2 separate regions of the Oncorhynchus mykiss genome follow, and region 2 is linked to region 1. Evidence: chromatin contacts called from public Hi-C data. All regions are on one chromosome and are shown on one strand. Each heading gives the region's core, a stretch centred on a gene start, on an enhancer-like site or on the middle of the called end of the contact. The rest is flanking DNA. Distances are from core to core; before and after follow the strand shown. Region 1 holds the start of LOC101268922 (Smad7). Region 2 holds the start of LOC110523973 (CBP80/20-dependent translation initiation factor).

Region 1 (6,549 bases), core at 1,016-3,515:
ATAATAAAACTCACCGGGTGGTTTAAGAAAGTCCATTGGGTATCGGGAATAAGGCGGAGGGGGAGACTCTGAAAACGAAATGAAAGAAGGCATGAGAAAAGGGGTCCAGGGGAAGAGAGAAACTTATGATAACAGTTTGCATTCTTTTGGAAAACTGTTTGTGTTAGCAGTGAGGGTTGGAGGCAGGGCAGGCAGCAAGGCTGCCTTGATATCTGGTGGAGAGATAAACAGGGGGCGTCTGGCGCCAGCCTCCAGGCGACTATCTGACTAGGCTCCGACTCAGGCTGTGGAGAGATACGGCTCTCTTTTGGCTCACAACAGAACAGGACACTCCAATCGGAATCGTTGCCGGGCTGGCTGCAAGCAAACTAACTTGGTCCAGACTGACTGTCAAATACACAAGATAGTCTACATGAAAGGCTACGTGAAAGGCCATTTAAAATAGTTCAACTTTGTGTAGGTCTCGTGTGTTATATTATAGGCCTGTTGTTAGTAGTACTTCTGACATGAAAACATTAAAGTACAATCAACTCGATTTTTTTTACGAGACAAAACTTGGGAAACCACATTTAACATGTGTAGTAGGCCTTGCATTCGGTATAATAAACATAATATAAACATATAGGCCTTTTTTAATTCTTTATAAGCGTTTCCACGTAGATTTTAAAGCAAAAACAAATATATAAATACAATTAAAAAACAATAACTTGGCCAAGCTTTGCCAAACCAATAAAGAGATGACATAATATAATATACTGGACATAATGTAATTACAATTGCATTGACCTTTGTAATCTCTGCATTACTTGCGAGGAGTCATTCAAAGCAAATCTAGATTTGTATTATATCCCAGATAGATAAATAATAAAACGGGGGACTTCTGCCATATGGTCATGACATGATGATGCTGATAAAACTGTTCTAACGTCACACCAACCAAGTCTGACCTATGCTATTGCAATAGACACCACCGGTAAATTGTGTCAACATGTCTGGCAAAGTGACATGCCAATCAATTTGCCCATATAATATATAATAGTGAAACAGATAGACCATGCATATAATTAGCAATAACAGATGTTTTTTCCCCCTTCATGTTATTATTTTTTGTAAAAATAAAAAAAAAACAGCATTAACGGTCCGTGTATGTTAACTTACCGAGTTCACAAAGCCTGCTCATGTGGTGAGGATTGCAGCAAACGAGTTCTGGGTTAATTTTCCCATAGGATTCACAGCAAGGTAGCCTTTTTAATTCCGAGCAATGCCTGAGGTCCGACCACCGAAACACTTTGTAGAGCAGCAAGGGGAGGGAATAAGACTGCTGACCCAGTTTGGTGTCCACTTTGCTGGGTAGGAGCAGGCAGGGGCTCCGTGCACCCCCCTTTGACTCCACCGCTTGCAAGAGCCCCTCTAATTGTTTCTCTTTGATTTTTTTCAGTATCGAGTGGGTCAGGGCTTTCAATTCAGCCTCCGTTCCGGCGCTAGTTTTCCCGGCAACCTTCGTCGATTTACCCATACAGCAACCCCGGGATCCATGCGTTCGTGTATCCGTCTCCCCGTCGCCCTCGACGGGCGCACGGCTCCTCCAGAGTCGCCGGACGAGCCCCGTTCGTTTGGTCCTAAACATGCGGGACGAAAAGAGGGTTTCCCGGCTAAAAAACGAGCATGATGTCCGCAAATCATGAAGATTCCGGGATCCGAGTCCAGGCAACGACAAGCAGCCTGAGATATTATTATGGAGAAACTGGGAGGTGGAGAAGCAAAGAAAATCTGTAGCATACGCCAGTCTAATTTTCTCAAAACTAAACCCCACAAAAAAAAAAAAAATGTCAAGGCTCCTGCCGTGATAGTAACCTTCTCTGTAAAGAGAAATTAACCATCACCTTAACGGTATTATTATAACACTATAATAGGCCTACTGCTAATACACAGCTATATCGAAACATAAATCTTAATGTCAATGTAGGAACGCTGAGCATCTAGAATACAAAATAGCAGCATAGAGAAATTGTTACAATGTAGAGCTAGGCTACTGTGAACATTAAATGCTACATTCGTTCCATTCCATCAGTGTGCTATGTATAAAGAAAAACATTGTAACATTACTTTGCGCGTATGGTTATGAGTAGGATTTTTTTTGTGGTATTCTGAGCCAATAGGCTAAATATCCTGGTAAAATACTAGAATTATTATATCCACGAGAAAAAAACGAAGCTCGCCCGTTTTCTTTAGAAAAAAAAATAATCCACACAACCCTTGATCCGAGAGCAAAAAGGCTTTAACAAAGGCCGGTGTCTATGTTTTTTTTATCCCCTATCTTCTAAATATCATAACCGTCTGCACATGATGTGATCTTCCAATATAGATTTAGATGTTACGAGAGAAGGAAAGGATCCTCCAAAAACAGATCCAAAGCGAATGAGCAAATCCAAAACTGGAGCCGCTGAGGTGCCAGACAGAAATCTACCCCGAGTAGTAGAGGTAGTTGCGTTTCCGATTGAATACCGAACAGAGTCTTGATTACAATAATTACCTACAGCCTATATATCTTCTAAATATCCCTTGGTAAATTAATCCAGCCACTTTTCGGAATGAATTTCTGTAGTCGGAGGAATAAAGCGAGTGGAGTTTGACAAAGAAGTGATGAGATCGTCAGAAAAGGTCTGCGAATGACTCGGATAGCTCAAGTGCCCTTGCCTTCTCTCACTCGCTCTCTCTTTCTCTGACTCTCTGTGCTCTTAGCTGTGTCCTCCGGTGCGCATTGGCGCGCCCCGTCACGTGGTTGTCTAGACACCCTGTCGCTTAAAAAAAATGATTGTCTTGCGCAAACAAGAGATCAAGTAGCTTACATACAGAGAATTCGTTGGGTGAGGAAAAGTTTCAATTTCCAGAAATTACAAAGTAACAAAATATAAAAACAAGGCGAAAATATCACGTGGTGGGGGGGTATGGAGCTAGAATGGCTATTTTACTATATAAATGAAACACACACTCTCTCTCTCTCTCTGAAAGAGAGATAAGGGTTGATTCAGGGTAATAGTTGTCCAAACATTATGATTTGTTTTAACTTTTATTTACTTTGCGCCATGTGATCACATTAATGCAGTGGGCATAAATATAAATAGGCTAACTATGATTGACATTGATCATAACACAATAATATTGTTGGTATTATAATATATTGTATTATAATTATATATTGTAATATATTATATTGTTGTTATTGTTATTAGGCTATTATTATTATTATGTTTCCCTTTAATGGTGGGTAACCTAGTTGCACGGTCTCAACCTTTTTCCCCTGAATGGTCTCAACGAACTACTGCCTCCCTCTGGTGACAGTTATTTCCCTGTGAAATACATCTGACATAGGTTACCTACTTATTTATTACACATTTGGCTACTGATCATGGACAAGTTCACTGTTATTGTACAAAACGTTTTGTTGTATTTTTTCTTAGATAATATCCCACACTTGGGTTGTCTACCCTGTCTATCATTGTCAGAGACTGGTGACTGTTGCCAATCAACAGATTATAGGCCTACAGTAGTAGTTTGCTAATCTCAGTTTGCCTGAGTAGGTTACTTTCACATCTACATTATCAGATCAAATTTTAAATTGGAACCTATAAGCATTTCACTTCACCCGCAATAACATCTGCTAAATATGTGTATGTGACAAATATAATTCTATTAACATAGGCTAATCGTCTGGACTGGAGCACCACCATTTGAAATAGCCTACAGTAGCCTAATGGGACCGGAAACCTAACTATGGGGCCTAGCCTATAGTTTATATCTTTCTTGTGCTGGGGAAATGTGTAACATTTCCTGTTGATACATCCAGCCTGATAGTATAGACTAATAGGGATCCTACCATCTGATTCAATGTAGCTAAAATTATTTAGAAGAGAGACCGAAGCTTAATTGTAAAACATCATCCAAATTACAGAATAAAGAGAATGCAACTCCTATTTATCTATACTTGGGGTGTGGAAAGGAGACAGAAGACTACCTTCCCTCCCCAAAGTCTACAAATCTCTACCAAAAGGAATGACAACATATGTCCCCTTTAACTGACTCGTTGGCTGTACAGACAGGTCTGTCTCTGAGTCGGTCGGTGTGAGTAAATTGAAGAATGCTGTCTGCTGTAGCCTAATTGTGTGCTAGACATAAGGGGAGGAGACGCAGGCAGGCAGCAGTAGCCTACTATGTTAATGTGGGTGCCAGTCAGGCAAGGCAGTGAGTGTCGCTGCAGGGCACTGGGATGGGGTGGATGATGGTAATGATGATGGGATATGTGTGTTCTATTCAGGATGGCAGGCACCAACAGTCAATGGCTCAGACTCATTGTTCCACCGATTCCCCACTGGCGCCGCACATCAGTTTAAACTCAACCAACAGCAGCAGCACGCAACATTTTTAAGGTAGTCTGGAAGTAATCTACACCAAAAACAACCACAGTTCAGAACATAGAGTTTGTAGAATCCAGTTTTTCTCCCTGGCTCTGAGTAATAAAAGTGGATTCACCCAGTTTACAGGAATTATTTTTATCAATACATTTTTTATTTCGAATTGACAAAATAAAATTATGTAGGGTGACTAGCCCCCCGAGCAGAAAGGGTAAGTAACCCAATATTGGAAAGGTAATCTTAATGTTTTGTACACTCAGTGTGTGTGTGTGTGTGTGTGTGTGTGTGTGTATATGCAGTTGAAGTCATAAGTTTACATACACTTAGGTTGGAGTCAATTAAACTCGCTTTTCAACCACTCCCACATTTCTTGTTAACAAACTATAGTTTGGCAAGTCGGTTAGGACACCTACTTTGTGCATGACAAGGCATTTTTCAAAAAATGGTTTAGACAGACAGATTATTTCACTTATAATTCACTGCATCACAATTCCAGTGGGTCATACGTTTACATACACTAAGTTGACTGTGCCTTTAAACAGCTTGGAAAATTCTAGAAATTATGTCATGGCTGTATGAATGTATGTATGTACGAAGCTTGGGACAGGCTAATTGACATCATTTGAGTCAATTGGAGGTGTACCTGTGGATGTATTTCAAGTCCTACCTTCAAACTCAGTGCCTGTTTGCTTGACATCATGGGATAATCAAAAGAAATCAGCCAAGAAATCAGCCAAAAAACAATTATAGACCTCCATAAGTCTGATTCATCCTTGGGAGCAATTTCCAAACGCCTGAAGGTACCACGTTCATCCGTACAAACAATAGTACACAGGTATAAACACCATGGGACCACACAGCCATCATACCGCTCAGGAAGGAGACGCATTCTGTCTCCTAGAGATGAATGTACTTTGGTGCGACAAGTGCAAATCAATCCCAGAACAACAGCAAAGGACCTTGTGAAGATGCTGGAGGAAACAGGTACAGAAGTATCTATATCCACAGTAAAATGAGTCCTATGTCGACATAAGCTGAAAGGCCGCTCAGCAAGGAAGAAGCCACTGCTCCAAAACCACCATAAAAAAGCCAGACTACGGTTTGCAACGGTACATGGGGACAAAGATCGCACTTTTTGGAGAAATGTCCTATGGTCTGATTAAACAAAAATAGAACTGTTTGGCCGTAATGACCACCGTTATGTTAGGAGGAAAAATGGGGGGGGGGGGGGGGACTTGCAAGCTGAAGAACACCATCCCAACCATGAAGCACGGGGGTGGCAGCATCATGTTGTGGGGGGGGGGGGGGGGGGCTTTGCTGCAGGAGGGACTGGTGCACTTCACAAAATAGATGGCATCATGAGGTAAGAAAATGAAGCAACATCTCAATACATCAGTCAGGAAGAGTGAAGCTTGGTCGCAAATGGGTCTTCCAAATGGACTCAGTTACACCAGCTCTGTCAGAATTCACCCAACTTACTGTGGAAAGCTTGTGGAAGGCTACCCAAAACGTTTGACCCAAGTTAAACAATTTAAAGGCAATGCTACTAAATACTAATTGAGTGTATGTAAACTTCTGACCCACTGGGAATGTGATGAAAGAAATAAAAGCTGAAATAAATCATTCTCGCTACTATTACTCTGACATTTCACATTGTAAGGGCGTTCGTCTGTAGGAGGAAGAGAAGCGGACCAAAGCGCAGCGTGGTGGTTATTCATGTTTTAATAAATCACTACACATGAACAAACTAACAAAAACAAGAAATGTGAAAACGCAAAACAGTCCTATCCTGTGACAACAAACACAGTGACAGGAACAATCACCCACAAACACACAGTGAAACCCAGGCTACCTAAGTATGATTCTCAATCAGAGACAACTAATGACACCTGCCTCTGATTGAGAACCATACTAGGCCGAAAACATAGAAATGCCCCAAAACATAGAAAAACAAACATAGACTGCCCACCCAACTCACGCCCTGACCATACTAAATAAATACAAAACAGAAATAGAGGTCAGAACGTGACAGTACCCCCCCCCAAAGGTGCGGACTCCGGCCGCAAAACCTTGACCTATAGGGGAGGGTCTGGGTGGGCGTCTGTCCGCGGGGGCGGCTCTGGCGCGGGACGCGGAC
Region 2 (6,966 bases), core at 2,231-4,730, 270 kb before region 1:
TAATAAGCGATCCTTTGCAGATGCCACTAAGGTGCAAACCTCCTCCCGATTCGCTGGTGTTTAGCTGCCCCAAAATGGAGTTGCATGTGCCTTAGATCAAATTCGAAATTTGACTATTAAAGTTGAGAAAACGGAAAATGCTACTAGAGACACCTTGATTGCTCTGAACGAGGAAGTGAAAGCACTCAGCAAGGTCACCCTGCAAAACAGGGAGGCACTTAACTACTTATTGTCTGGTCAAGGAGGTACTGGCGATAAATGCTGGAATTTTGTCCCAGATGTGTCATCAAATGTGACTGATCTTGCTAACTACATTGCCACTGTTGAAAAGTCTCATTCTGGGAAATTAGAGTGGGTGTTTACTGGTTGGCTGCAAGGCCTCTTTGGAGCTTGGGGCTCCCAGATAGCTCAGTGGGTGATAGCTGGAATATTTTGTTTAATGTGTTTAACCATTTTGCTTTGTTGTTGTAAGGCCATTTGTGCTTCCCTGGCAACTCAAGTCTCAGCAACTGTCATGTACTAAAGAAGGTGATACTGATAACTTGCTGTCTCTCCAGAAACTCCCATTTCCCCCTATAATGGATGATAATATGCAATAATTAGTTAGTATCCATGCTTGATTAAGTACCTGAGGGTTTTAAGTTAGGTTGTTAAACGATAGCAACCTTCTAATGCAAAGGGTAATGGAAAAAGGATCAAATATGAAGACAGATTTTTGTCTATTGTTATGCCTATTACATGTAAGAATCAGTATTTACTAAATGCACTCCTGATGATAGACTGAATGTATGTTAAGAAGTCAAAGAAAAATGTGTTATCACATATTTGGATAAAAGGAGGGAGTGTAGTGGAAATGTTTTTTGTCCTCTGTGTGTCTCCAAAATGTGTGACTACATATAGCGTATTGTTTCTTGTTTTTGTGTTAGGATGTTCTGTGACTGCTCTCAGGGAGGGGACTGATAGGTGAACAGAAGGAATGGAATACATAGTTTCTAGGCGTTGGGCCAAAGTAACAATGTGTGCAAGGTCATGATCAATTTGAGCATGAGCATAAAGACTGCTGAAGGGAGAACATCCCTTCAGAGCTTCTGACAGACTTGTACTTTGAGTATTAAGTTTGCTGTAACCTCTCCCGGTAATAATAAAGATCTATTCATTTAACTTCGACTTTGAGTCCTTGATGGTCATTTCTACGACAGCCACCGACTTGACTAAAGTGATCTGCTCAAACGCGCCCATTGGTTCATACCCAGTTAGGAGGCTCTGATGTTGGCTCAGGGGTTTCTCCCTGTTTGTTATTTTGAGAATATGTATGCACTGAGCTTTGTAATATTTTGAGTTGATGAATTGTATACACTTTTTTGTTCTATGGCAAGGGATTTATGAACGTCATGCCATGGTTATGAGTTTAAATCTGTGATATACCAGTGGAGGCTGCTGAGGGGAGAACAGCTCATAATAATGGCCGGAAAGGAGCAAATGGAATGGCATCAAAGACCTGGAAACTATATGTTTGATGTATTTGATACCATGTTAGCTAAATGTAGTAATGAATAAATAGGCTACATTTCTTTAAATGGACAATTCTGTCAATTGATAGCAAAGGTGTCAGCTAGAGATGATGTGCAGGGGCTTGCAGGGATTTGTAGTTTTGCATGATGTCTACTTTGATGCCATTAGCATTTTTAAAACTGAGAGTAAATAGAGCCGGACGTGTTAATAAAACTCACCTTGTCCAAGAGAGATTTACATGGTTATCAAAATGTCACGCCAGGGTCAGCTTAAACAAAACACAGCCCATATTTGAAGTGTTTCTAAAATCCCCTATGGGAAAATCAATGGTGGAAAAACAGTTTTTTTCCTGTTTGACCACTAGGTTTTATGGGTATTATGACACCTCCACTGTGGGGTTCTATAGGCCTAAATCTAATAGCTGTAGTTCACTCTAAAAGTGTTTGATAGACAGATTTATATAGCTTTTGTATTTTGTATTTGTATTTTCTGGATCCATTTGTATATTAAAATCGACTGACACCTTGCAGTAAATTAAACACCTGACTTCCCCATAAAGACAGTTGTCCAGCATCACCTTCCCACCATCTCCCTTGGCTGTAAGACATGTTACTTGTATCTTTTTTTTTTTACACAACTTTTCTTCCTCTCATCTGGAAGCATAAGGTGCTGTCTACACACTAAATATGGTAATGTCACAAATTCAGAGGTTCATGAAAATATGTGATGACCAGTCAACCTGTGAATTTAATCTGTTTCAGTATTCTATAAAAGCAGTTTGGTTGAATGATTCCAGAAGCTACATTGCAGCGGACAACATAACGTTTCTAAATAGGGCGTTGGGCCACCACGAGCAGCCAGAACAGCTTCAATTAACCTTGCCATAGATTTTACAAGTGTCTGGAATTCTATTGGAGGGATACTACACCATTCTTCCACGAGAAATGTAATTATTTGGTGATTTGTTGATGGTGGTGGAAAACGTTGTCTCGGGCACCACTCCAGAATCTCACCTAAGTGATCAATTGGGTTGAGATCTAGTGACTGAGACACACACACACACACACACACACACACACACACACACACACACACACACACACACACACACACACACACACACACACACACACACATTAAACCCCTATGCTCCTTTGAGACCCCTTCTAGCCAAGTCACTGAGATCTCTTCTTCTAGCCATGGTGGCCAACTGGGCATTTTTATAAATAAGCATGGTGGGATGTTAATTAACTTAGGAAACACACCTGTGTGGAAGCACCTGCTTTCAATTTCCTTTGTATCCTCCATTTCAAGTATTTCCTTTACTTTGGCAGTTACCTATACATTTACACTGCCTGATTAAAATGTCGTTGCACAATCATGATTGCAAAAGTTGTATTTCATCCAGTACCCACAAGGGGTCACTTGTGGACTTAAGTAAAAATACAATACATGCCATTTGCTACATACACCACAAAGAGATTCTCTCTGCTTGAGTTACTTCGTTGGACACACAGATAAAAACCCATCACTGCGCTCAAATCAATTAACACCATAACAAAGCAAAAACTCCTTGTCTTAAAACATGGTTGTTGTTTGATTTTATTTATAGATAACAATAAATGGTACAGTCTATTGTATAACAACGCAGGCTGTTGCATGAGAAGGTCCGTACCTTCGAATCTATTTAAACACAAAAATATAAATTGTATGAAATAAAATTTAAATAAACATTTGAACAGTGGATAATTTGTACCGTAATAGCATTAGAATAGGCCTAGATAAAACACAGCACAGGGACAATAAAAAACATCAATATACTGAAATTGACTTCAGAAATAATAAAACACATCAAATGTCCCCCAATAACCTCATATATCCTTCTAAAATGTCTGTATAAGCCTGTATCATTACAACATATATACATTTCAACAAGACTGCGATGTCTCACTAGAACTCCAGCTCCCAGAATCCAAGCCTCCACGTACACATGTCCTGCGAGCAAACCGGACTAAACGTCACATTCATGCGTTTCCCCTGCTTGTGTGTCTGGGAGCGTAATCTTTTCCTTCCGAATACGTTTCTCTCTCGAGAAATATACCCATGACACAGTGGGTTTAATATCAGGAGGTGATCCCGGATTCCCCAGCCGTCCGAATCCAATATCTGGGTGAGGATATTGTTTTCTGTAAATGGTTTTAACTTTCGCTATCTAGCTGAAATAATGTTTGCCAGTTGAGTGTTGGTCTAAAGCTAGGTACGGTGTGTGATCAGATCCAATGTTGTGCATGTTTTCGCTGCCTGAGACATGGTGTGGCTAAATTATGATTATGAAAGACATTTCAACTGATTGTGGCTCGACAGAAAGCTGTGACTGGCTTGTAAACTTAAAAGTTATGACAGTAGGCAACGTTGGGGTTTGAGCATGAATTAAACTAACGTAGGTAACGTTAACTAGCGTGATGGCGCCCGAGGCCGGACAGATGTGTGGTCATTATTTTTTTTCTGATAGTCAACATGAGGCACGCGTCCGGTAAAATAAAACACACTGAAAAAGATTCCATATCGAAAATACGTTTTTTTGTTGTTGTTGTTGTTATTATTAGCTAGCGAGCATGTGTTACTCTCAAACCATCTGCTAAGTGTTGTCCCAGCGGAGACGTTAGTAGTTGCTAACTAGCTAGCTACACAGCTAGTCGATTCTTATGGTCGCTGCAGTATCGAACTTTTTGGTTCAACCCGAGCAAGTTCACATATAAATGTAGTTCTAGATCTGTGTCATTGAAAGCAAGTCTAAGACGCGGTAGATCTGTTGTTTGCGCCATTTTCTACGCTTCTCCTTAAGTTTAGTTTTTGAGTCTTTTACTTTTGATTTTGTACACCAGCTTCAAACACCTGAAAATACTATATTTTTGGTTATTGAAAATATATTTCAGTGGTTAAGATGGTACACGGATTATCTACACTGCTTGTTTTGTCACAAACAGAAATTAGGCTTAGAATTTTAGCTAAATATAAAAAATAAAGGATCCATATTTATTTGGCCATACTGGTATTAGCCCATACAAACGCGCTGAATAACAGGTAGACACCCCCCCCCCCCCCCCCCCCCCACACACACACACAAAAAAAATCAAAAGGAAGTTTGTTCTGAAGTGTCTGTCAATATATATATTGTATGTATGTATGACAGACACTTCAGAACAAACTTCCTTTTGATTTTTTTGTTGTTGCCAAAGGGCACTTAATAAGGGCAAAAAAATAAATAATAATAATACATACTATATATTTCCCCAGTGGAAATCGAATTTGCATAAGACTGTTAAGTGCCAAAGGGCACTTAATAAGAGCACATGATAAAAAAAAAAGAGAGAGAATACAAACATATATATATATATTTATTTTACATGTGCTCTTATTAAGTGCCCTTTGGCACTTAACAGTCTTATGCAAATTAGATTTCCACTGGGGTGTGGACATCGACCTTAGGGTGTTAACATAAAGCTAGGACAATAAACTGAAAATTAACCTACTCACCTTGCCCTCCTCTTACCAAAGTTTTTTGCTTAGCTCATAATTTTCGGGGATTTTGTTCTGTTTGTTCGAAAACCACTGGTCAACAGTAATAACCTATGCATTATGATTCCTGCTATAAAAGTATCTGCCTGTCCCTGTTTTATTGTCGGCTGCTGTGTGTGCAAGCCCCTCTTCACTCATATGACAATATGACCAGCATATGACAATTGTTCAAAATGCAATTGTGGAAAAATAACGTTTTCAAAGCAGCTACTGATCTAGTTAGACAGCAGTCACAGCTTTCTGTGTGTATTTAATGTATATTGGTTCATGGCACCACTTTACAACCAGAGTAAGCTATGTAGTATGGTTTTGAAGTGCCCGCAGAGCTCTCCATTTTCACTTAAGTAGCCTAGACCTAGCACTGGAAAGTTTTGTAGGGCATTACATTTACTGATCAATTAATCAATTAGTCTACATGGCTATCTAGCAACAATGTCATATTTAGTTGGCATACCTGCTAAGTGTTTTGAGTTCACACTTCCTTAGGCGGTGAAAAGGCTAATAATATAGCCTGGGCCTATGCACAAAGATGTCGGCAAATCCATCTCTGAAGAACCCAAAATAAATCTGATCATTCTGGATTCTATAGGTTGCACATCAAAATATCGATCTTGAATTACCTGCATATGTTAGATTAAATAACTTTTTTTAATCATAGGCAATTCCATCTGGGTTGTTGTCATGAATCAAGCCTGTCTATCAGCACAACCCACCCCATTATAGTGCACACTAGAGGTCAACCGATTAACTAGGGCCGATTTTCAAGTTTTCATAACAATTGGTAATCAGGCTTTTTGGATGCCGATTACATTGCAATCCATGAGGAAACTGCGTGGCAGGCTGACCACCTGTTACGCGAGTGCAGCGTCAAAAGGACCTTGTGGCTGCAATGAGCCAAGGTAAGTTGCTAGCTAGCATTAAACTTATCTTATAAAAAACAATCAATCTTCACATAATCACTAGTTAACTACACATGGTTGATGATATTCCTAGGTTAACTAGCTTGTCCTGCTTTGCATGTAATCAATGCGGTGCCTGTTCATTTATCGTCGAATCACAGCCTAATTCAACTTCGCCGAACGGGTGATGATTTAACAAAAGTGCATTTGCGAAAAAAGCACTTTCGATGCACAAATGCACCTAACCATAAACATCAATGCCTTTCTTAAAATCAATACACAGAAGTATATATTTTTAAACCTGCATATTTAGTTAAAATAAATGCATGTTAGCAGGAAATTTGATCTTGGGAAATTGTCACTTCTCGTGCGTTCAGTGCAAGCAGAGTCAGGGTACATGTAACAGTTTGGGCCACCTGGCTCGTTGTGAACTGTTTCTTCCTAATAAAGACCATAATTAATTAGCCAGAATTGTACATAATTCTGACATAACATTGAAGGTTGTGCAATGTAACAGCAATATTTAGACTTATGGTTGCCACCCGTTAAACAAAATATGTAATAGTTCCGTATTTCGCTGAAAGAGTAAACGTTTTGTTTTCGAAATGATCGTTTCCGGATTTGACCATATTAATGGACCAAAGGCTCATAATTCTGTGTGTTATTATAATTAATTCTATGATTTGATATTTGATAGAGCGGTCTGACTGAGTGGTGGTAGGCAGCAGCAGGCTCGTAGGCATTCATTCAAACAGCACTTTACTGCATTTGCGAGCAGCTCTTAGTCATACGTGATGCACAGCGCTGTTTATGACTTCAAGTCTATCAACTCCAGAGATTAGGCTGGCAATACTAAAGTGCCTATAAGAAGATCCAATAGTCAAACGGATATGAAAAACAAATGGTATAGAGAGATAGTTGACACTTCATAATTCCTATAATAACTACAACCTAAAACTTCTTAACTGGGAATATT

The links. A called contact is a pair of places that touch in the nucleus more often than the background predicts.
Region 2: a Hi-C map of liver shows a contact between it and region 1, with 4 times the contacts expected there. The contact joins the promoter of LOC110523973 here to the promoter of LOC101268922 in region 1. A contact is called at or near these places in 2 of 3 Hi-C or Micro-C datasets (blood and liver).

Annotation. Positions count from the first base shown.
Region 1 is chr5:47,391,728-47,398,276 of USDA_OmykA_1.1, reverse strand. It overlaps LOC101268922 (Smad7), which reads right to left and starts at 2,265. Exons shown (of 4, transcript NM_001281336.1): 1 at 1,159-2,265; 2 at 15-68. The coding sequence starts at 1,627.
Region 2 is chr5:47,659,182-47,666,147 of USDA_OmykA_1.1, reverse strand. LOC110523973 (CBP80/20-dependent translation initiation factor) reads left to right here and starts at 3,480. Exons shown (of 14, transcript XM_021603172.2): 1 at 3,480-3,682.